Regions from separate parts of the Hordeum vulgare genome. Here region 2 is linked to region 1. A link is a contact called in public Hi-C data. All regions are on one chromosome and are shown on one strand. The core of a region is the stretch at or near the end of the contact, and the rest is flanking DNA. Distances in the headings are between cores, read along the strand shown. Region 1 holds the start of LOC123400161 (myb-related protein Hv1). Region 2 holds the start of LOC123400165 (protein ALTERED PHOSPHATE STARVATION RESPONSE 1).

Evidence for each region. Hi-C and Micro-C count contacts between places; a contact is called where the count stands out from the background.
Region 2: a contact with region 1 is called in a Hi-C map of leaf, with 3 times the contacts expected there. The contact joins the promoter of LOC123400165 here to the promoter of LOC123400161 in region 1. A contact is called at or near these places in 3 of 6 Hi-C or Micro-C datasets (leaf and seedling) and 1 of 1 datasets of contacts at active chromatin or transcription factors (embryo).

What each region holds. Positions count from the first base shown.
Region 1 is chr5H:504,536,913-504,540,245 of MorexV3_pseudomolecules_assembly, forward strand. LOC123400161 (myb-related protein Hv1) reads right to left here and starts at 1,834. Exons shown (of 2, transcript XM_045094578.1): 1 at 1,346-1,834; 2 at 373-1,200. The coding sequence starts at 1,608. The coding sequence ends at 654. It overlaps LOC123400162 (a long non-coding RNA gene), which reads right to left. Exons shown (of 20, transcript XR_006610497.1): 20 at 1-56.
Region 2 is chr5H:504,747,666-504,750,984 of MorexV3_pseudomolecules_assembly, forward strand. It overlaps LOC123400165 (protein ALTERED PHOSPHATE STARVATION RESPONSE 1), which reads left to right and starts at 1,983. Exons shown (of 4, transcript XM_045094580.1): 1 at 1,983-3,069; 2 at 3,193-3,319. The coding sequence starts at 2,280. It also overlaps the pseudogene LOC123397052.

The DNA of each region.
Region 1 (3,333 bases), core at 584-3,083:
CCCGGTCTCGAGATCAACGCCCACACTGAATCTGGCGTGCCATCTCCTCTGCTCTCCTGCCAAAAGAATGGTCACCTTCACGACAGCACCAGGGTATTAGGCCCTGTTTGGTTTCCATAAGGTCCTGTTTGGTTTCAATAAGTCACCTACTTATAAATCAGGTGACTTAAAACCAGTGACTTATAAGTCACGCCTGTTTGGTTGTCATCTGACTTATAAGTCACCTTTTCATGCAAAAATGGGTGATTTATAAGTTTTAAGTTGGGGTGAAGCAACTTATGACTTATAAGTTGGGATGACTTATAAGTTGGGTCTGTTTAGCAAAATAAGTCATTTTATTTTACACTTTTTAACTTATAAGTTGATGACTTATTTGAAACCAAACAGGGCCTTATTTGCTCATGATTAGTCAAACGGTAATTTTTCTTTTTTTACAACGGGGCAAACAAAATGGAGCAGCAAGAGAGCATCGGAAGAAGAAGAAGATCTTGCCGAAACAGGGCACCGCCGGCAAGATCATCATTCTTTCTCCTTCCTGCATCTCTCTCTCTTTCGCTCGCTGTATTTTCACCTACAGGCTAAACCAATATCTCCACGTCACAGACAGGGGAGAGAAGAGCAGAGAAGAGAGGGGGTGCTCTGCTCTGCTCTGCTCATTTCATCTCGATGCTTCTGAAGTCGAGCATGGCGGTCCGGAGCCCCATGAAGCTGCTGCACTTGCAGTCCGAGCTCCTGGGGAGCCCCATGCTGCAGCTGAAGCAGAGGCCCACCACGCCGACGCCGACGCCGACGCCGGCCTCCCTCTTCACCACGGGCTTGGTGTCCACCATGGGGTCCTCGTGGATCGGGGGGCTGATGCACAGGTCCAGGTTCAGGTCCGGGCACTTGAGCGGCTTCCCCTGGCCCCAGTCAAGCTGGGGGTTACTACGGTGATGGTGGTCCACGTGGTGTGAGATCGCCGCTGCCGCTGCTGCTGCCTTGGCGGGCTCGGCGTCTCGCCGGAACACGGCGCCCTTGTCGTCCCTCTGCGCCGACTCAAAGGATATGGTGATGTTGGACGCGGCGTGGTCGCTGTTGATCGCGCGGTGGGTCACCGGGTCGATCCCCCGGCTCGTCAGCTTCCTCCGGATGTGCGTGTTCCAGTAGTTCTTGATCTCGTTGTCCGTCCTCCCCGGCAGTCTCCCGGCTATCAGGGACCATCTGCGCGCGCCAAGCAGAAACAACACATGTCAGAGCTGCCTATGCATGTAGCACAACAGAGGATGATCGTCCATTCATCGTTGCTACTTGCTACGATATGCTATCGTGTGGCGTTGGAAAAAATGAATGATTTGGATGGACCTACTTGTTGCCCAGGAGGCTGTGGAGCTTGATGATGAGCTCGTCCTCCTCGTGGCTGAAGTTGCCGCGCTTGAGGTCGGGGCGGAGGTAGTTGATCCAGCGGAGGCGGCAGCTCTTGCCGCAGCGGAGCAGGCCGGCGGCCTTGGGCAGGGAGCGCCAGCAGCCCTCGCCGTGCGCCTTGATGTAGGCGGTGAGCCGGTCGTCCTCCTCCTTGGTCCAGGCGCCCTTGTTGGTGTGCGCCTTCTCGCAGCACGGCGACCTCCCCATCGCTTTAGATGGTCCGCCGCCGATGACACCGTCCGCTTTCTTCCTCGTGCTTCTCGGTGGTGGGTTGGGTTGGGTTGGGTTGGGGTTTGCAGGAGTGGAAGTTGGTGTTGTTGTTGGGTGCTAGTGCTACTGGGACGCACGGGGAGGGGTGGGTGAGGAGGAGGCTGGATCTTTATAGGCGGCAGTGCACTTGACTGGATCGGGGAAGAAGGTCTTCTAGAGGCTGAGTTGGTGGCAAAAAGGTTAGGCTGGTACTGGTAGGCCTCCCCCTCCCCTCCCCTCCCCTCTACCCCAGGCCATGACCTCACCTCACCTCAACTCATCACACCGCCGGTTTGTTTGTTTACCAGTTTATTACGCGCACAAAAAGAGGAAGATAGAAAGGCAACAACGACACAGCCAGCCAGCCAGCCACAGGCCACAGGACACACAAGCTCAGCTCAGCTCAGCTCAGCTCCCTTGTGTGCCTGCCGTGCCTACTTGCCCGATTCACAGGTAGGTGTAAAGTGAGGTAAGCCTCCCCTGCCTACCCTCTTGGCGCCTTCGTTCCTTCTGGTTTTAACAGCAAACTAACTAACCGCATCCACCACCCCGTGATGCCCCCCTCTTCCTAATTTGTTTGTGGGGGATTATTAGGTCCATCCATCCCCCTACAAGTCTCTTTCCGTTGAGTGCTGATGCTGCCCCTGCCTAAAACTCCTCGTGCAACACAAAAACTCAGGGCAGGGGTCTCCAACCAATTCTATCTACAAGTAAATGATCCGCAGCGACGATCGGCGAGATCAGATACAACCTCAATCTTTCTTTCTGCAAGACAAATCCTCGACGATAATCCGTCTGACAACAACTTCAGTTAGATAAACAACATGTGACACGTTGGAGATTATTCCCCGAGCCATTTTCTAAGGACCTCTTGTGAGCTGTGGCTGAGATGCAGGGACCTACACGGTGTCGTCTGCGGGCTATGGGGGTTGTTTTGATTCTCCAAAACAATTATGTCAACATGACAGTGATCTGCTGTATATATACACTAGTATATGACAGAATTAGTTGTATACGGATCATTCATGTATATTTTCGATAAAACAAACCAGCCCTGATCTCACGAGCCCCAATCATCTTACCGTTTCCTGATTTAACAAGCCAATGTGCATAATGCAAACATGATGAGGTGTTAACAAATGGAAGCACCCTCATCATACACCCCCTTTTCCTTGTTTATTCTTCAATAATAAAACAGGATGAGGCGGAACAGGTATCTGACGCTGCTCAAACGGATTTTCTTTTGCCCACCCACCGTCTTTTTTCTTTGTTTTTGCCTAATAGTATAGTCTGTTTTGCACAATCATAGCTCCTGCCAATTTGCCCATAGTCCGATGAATGAAGCTACTTTCATATGAAGCATTTCTGTTTTGTATTCTAGCTCTAATATTGGTTAGTTGAGCTGCTTGGTCAACCCTAAATTAAGAAATTCACCAAACCTACTAGTCCCGCAACTGCTTCCTATTTCTTTCTGTAGCAACCCAGATCTCCTGGATATCATATTTATATGGGATAATCCACATGGCAATAGATTATAGGCTAATCCACATGGCAAAAGATAACGTTATCAGTGGTGCTTAATAATGACATCATCAATTATGATCACATGTGCTTTGCCGTTTGCTCATGGAGAACGTAGATTAATATGAATACGCAGAATTTTCTACAGCTTAGGATTCATGG
Region 2 (3,319 bases), core at 733-3,232, 210 kb after region 1:
AAGACTTTGAGACCGACCATGGTGACTCGTGGCATGAAGAAGATGACATATATTGCGAAGGTGATGAAGAAGAAGAGGACGTTGTCGATATTGCGGGCGAGCCATTGTTCATCGACGAGCTCACCCAAAGAGCAGAAGCTCAAATGAGAAAGAAGAGCATTCGTACGGGGTCATACACACAAGATGAGGACAAGTTGATTTGTGAAAGTTGGAAGGAGATTGGCCAAGATCCTAGAGTCGGTGTGCAACAAAAGGGAATTGTTTTTTGGACAAGAGTTCACAAAACACTCCATGAAAGAAAGTTGTTTCCGTCCTATCAATTTACGAGCGATCGTAACATCAACTCAATTCAAAATAGGTGGTTGTTCATCCAACAAGAATGCAACAAATATTGCGCCGCACTTGAGAGCGTTGAAGCACGTCCCGTGAGTGGTCTTGGCATCGGGGACATGGTATGGCCTCTTCTCTTTCCTTTGCTACGGCCGTGCCTCGGCCTCCTCTACGATTAATTGTGTTTGCATGTGCAGTTATTGTTGATCATGTAGGCATTTCAATCTTTGAAAGCATTCAAGGCCCGGCACAACGATAAGCCATTCACTCTCACACATTGTTGGCGAATCATCAACAATTGCCCTAAGTTCAAAGATCAATACCCTGAGCTTCAAAGGAAGAGAGGCAAGAAGGTGGTCCCTTGGTCGGAGGTGGAGATGGTGAAGCGTTGAAGAGGCCGAGGGGCAAGACCAACTCCAAGGTGGATGACAAGCGTGATGCGCCATCGTATGCTTTGCATGAGACTTTGCATGGCATGATGTCTCAAAAGGAAGTGAGGGACGAGAAGAAGCGACAAGGCAAGGAGAAGCAAATGAAGCAATACATGGAGCTGCAAACAAAGAAGCTTGAGATGGAGGAGGTGGCCAAGAAGAGGAAGATCGACATGGAGGAGGCGGCCAGGTAGAGTCAGCTCGACATCGAGGCCGCCAATGTCGCGGCCAGGCAAAGGCAGCTCAACATCGAGGCCGCCAATGCCGCGGCCAGGCAGAGGCAACCCAACATCGAGTCCGCCGATGCCGCAACCAAATCAAAGGAGGTGACGATGACGATCATGAGCGTGGACTTGAGTAAGATGAGCGAGAAGACCAGGAGCTGGTTCGAGGCCGGGCAGAAAGAGATGTTTGACGTCGATGGCCTGAACTAGGGTGTGATGGGCCGTGGCCGTTCTTTTTTTGGAGGTTGGATGTGTTGTCGGCGAAAAGCCTATTCTTTTGAAGGCCGGATGTGTTGCCGGCCGTTGGCTGTATTGTCGGCGAGGACGTGTAGGTTGGTTGTGTTGCCGTCGTGATCTAGGACCGCTTGCATGGACCGCTTGTGTTTCAAAATGAGGCGGACAGGATGCGTCCGCGCGTTGGGCGCACGGCCACCGCATCCCAAAAATGACCTGGACATGATCACATCGTCCGCTCCAAACGGACAGAATCCGAGCAAAACGAACGTGAAGTTGCCCTTAGTCATTCAGATTTGCAATAATTTATATCACATCTCGTAGGCACACCCATGAGATGTTTATTGCGGACTTTTCTGAAACCAAAAAAAAGTCGGAACGCATGCATCGTCGACGACACGCTACATAAACCCGGCGCCGGCGCACGCATTTGCCGCTTTCAAACCCGAGCAAATCAAGTGGTGAACGACGACGACGACGACCCACCCACCCACCGCGAGTAACTGCCAATCGCGCGATCGGGGGGGGGGCATTGAAGCCCGACAACGTCTCGCGCAACGTTCCCTCCCATCCCCTGCACCCGCAACGCACCGAGGCCGAAACGAGCCCGGCGCGCGACCGTTGGAGCCGCGGGGTGCGTCTGCCCGGGCTGCCCCCGCGCGGGCCGCGGCGGGGCGCACAGCGGCCGGGGGCACCGTGGGGATTCGGGACCCGGCGGGGCCCGAGAAAGACACCAGTCCCATGCACGCACGCACGCACACCGCCCCAAAGCTCACACGCACTCCCTCTGCCGCTCCACCTCACTCCCTCACTCTCTCACTCCACTCCCCCTCCCAGCGCTAATTTGGAAGGACGCGACGCGACCGGACCAGACGGAGGAGTCTCAAGAGGGGGGGAGCGGAGCGGAGCGGAGCGCGCGGTCAGTGGAGGCGAGCGACAACGGTTACTGCCTTCGTCTTCCCACCCAAGCCAAGCCGATCCAAAGATTTGAGGGGAAGCGGAAGCGGAAGGGGAGGAGGCGAGTGAGCGGCTTATCCGTCGACCGGCCGGCGCGCCGGCGATGGGCTGCTGCCAGTCGAGGCTGGAGCGGCAGGAGGCGGTGTCGCGCTGCAAGGCGCGCCGCCGCTACACCAAGCACCTCGTGCAGGCGCGGAGGGACATGGCCGCCGCCCACGCGCTCTACCTCCGCTCCCTGCGGGCCACCGGCGCCGCGCTGCTCCAGTTCGCCACCGCCGAGGCCGACAACCCGCACCCGCACCCGCACACCCACCACCAGCGCCACCATCACCAGCCGCCGCCGCCTCCTCCCCCTCCCCCTCCGCCCCCGCCGCCGCCGCCGCCGCCGCCTCCTCCTCCGCCGCTCAGCCCCGCGCGGACCGCCAGCTCCTGGACCACCACCACATCCTCCACCATCAGCGCCTCGCAAATCCTGCCGCCCCCTCCCCCTCCGCCGGCCCCAATGCCGTCCAGCTGGGACTTCTGGGACCCCTTCGCGCCCTCCTCCTCCCGCTCCCCCGCCGACGCCGCGGCGGAATGGGACGACGCGGCCACGTCCCTCGCCGAATCCCCCCGCGCCACGCCGCCGCCCGTGGTCGTCACGGCCAACGCCGCCCAGGCCCAGCCCCCGGCCCCGTCCGTCGTGACCGCCACCACATCCACCGCCAGCGAGCTCACCGTCGTCGCCCTGCCCCGGGGCGGAGGCGGCGGCGCGGCCGGGAAGAAGGACCTCGCCGAGATCGCCACCGAGATCGACGAGTACTTCCTCAAGGCCGCCGACGCCGGCGCCCGCGTCGCCGCGCTGCTCGAGGCCCCAATCTGCGAGCTCCCCGACGCCAGCAACAGCCTCCCAGGCAAGAACAGCCGACAGATGAGCCTACCTCGTTCTTCCATCCTGCTCACATTTTCAGTTCTTCCTGATAAATGAATTCTTCGCTGCGTGCGGCAATGGAGTCAACTCATGTTTCTTTCTTCAGGGAGGGTGATGAGCTACGGCAAGAACCTGAAGCCTACGGGGTGGTCGTGGGGCGGCGGAGGAGGAGGCTACGGGAAAGGCAGCAGCAATGGCTTCTCCAGGTTCGAGAGAGGGGACGAAGGGGTGAT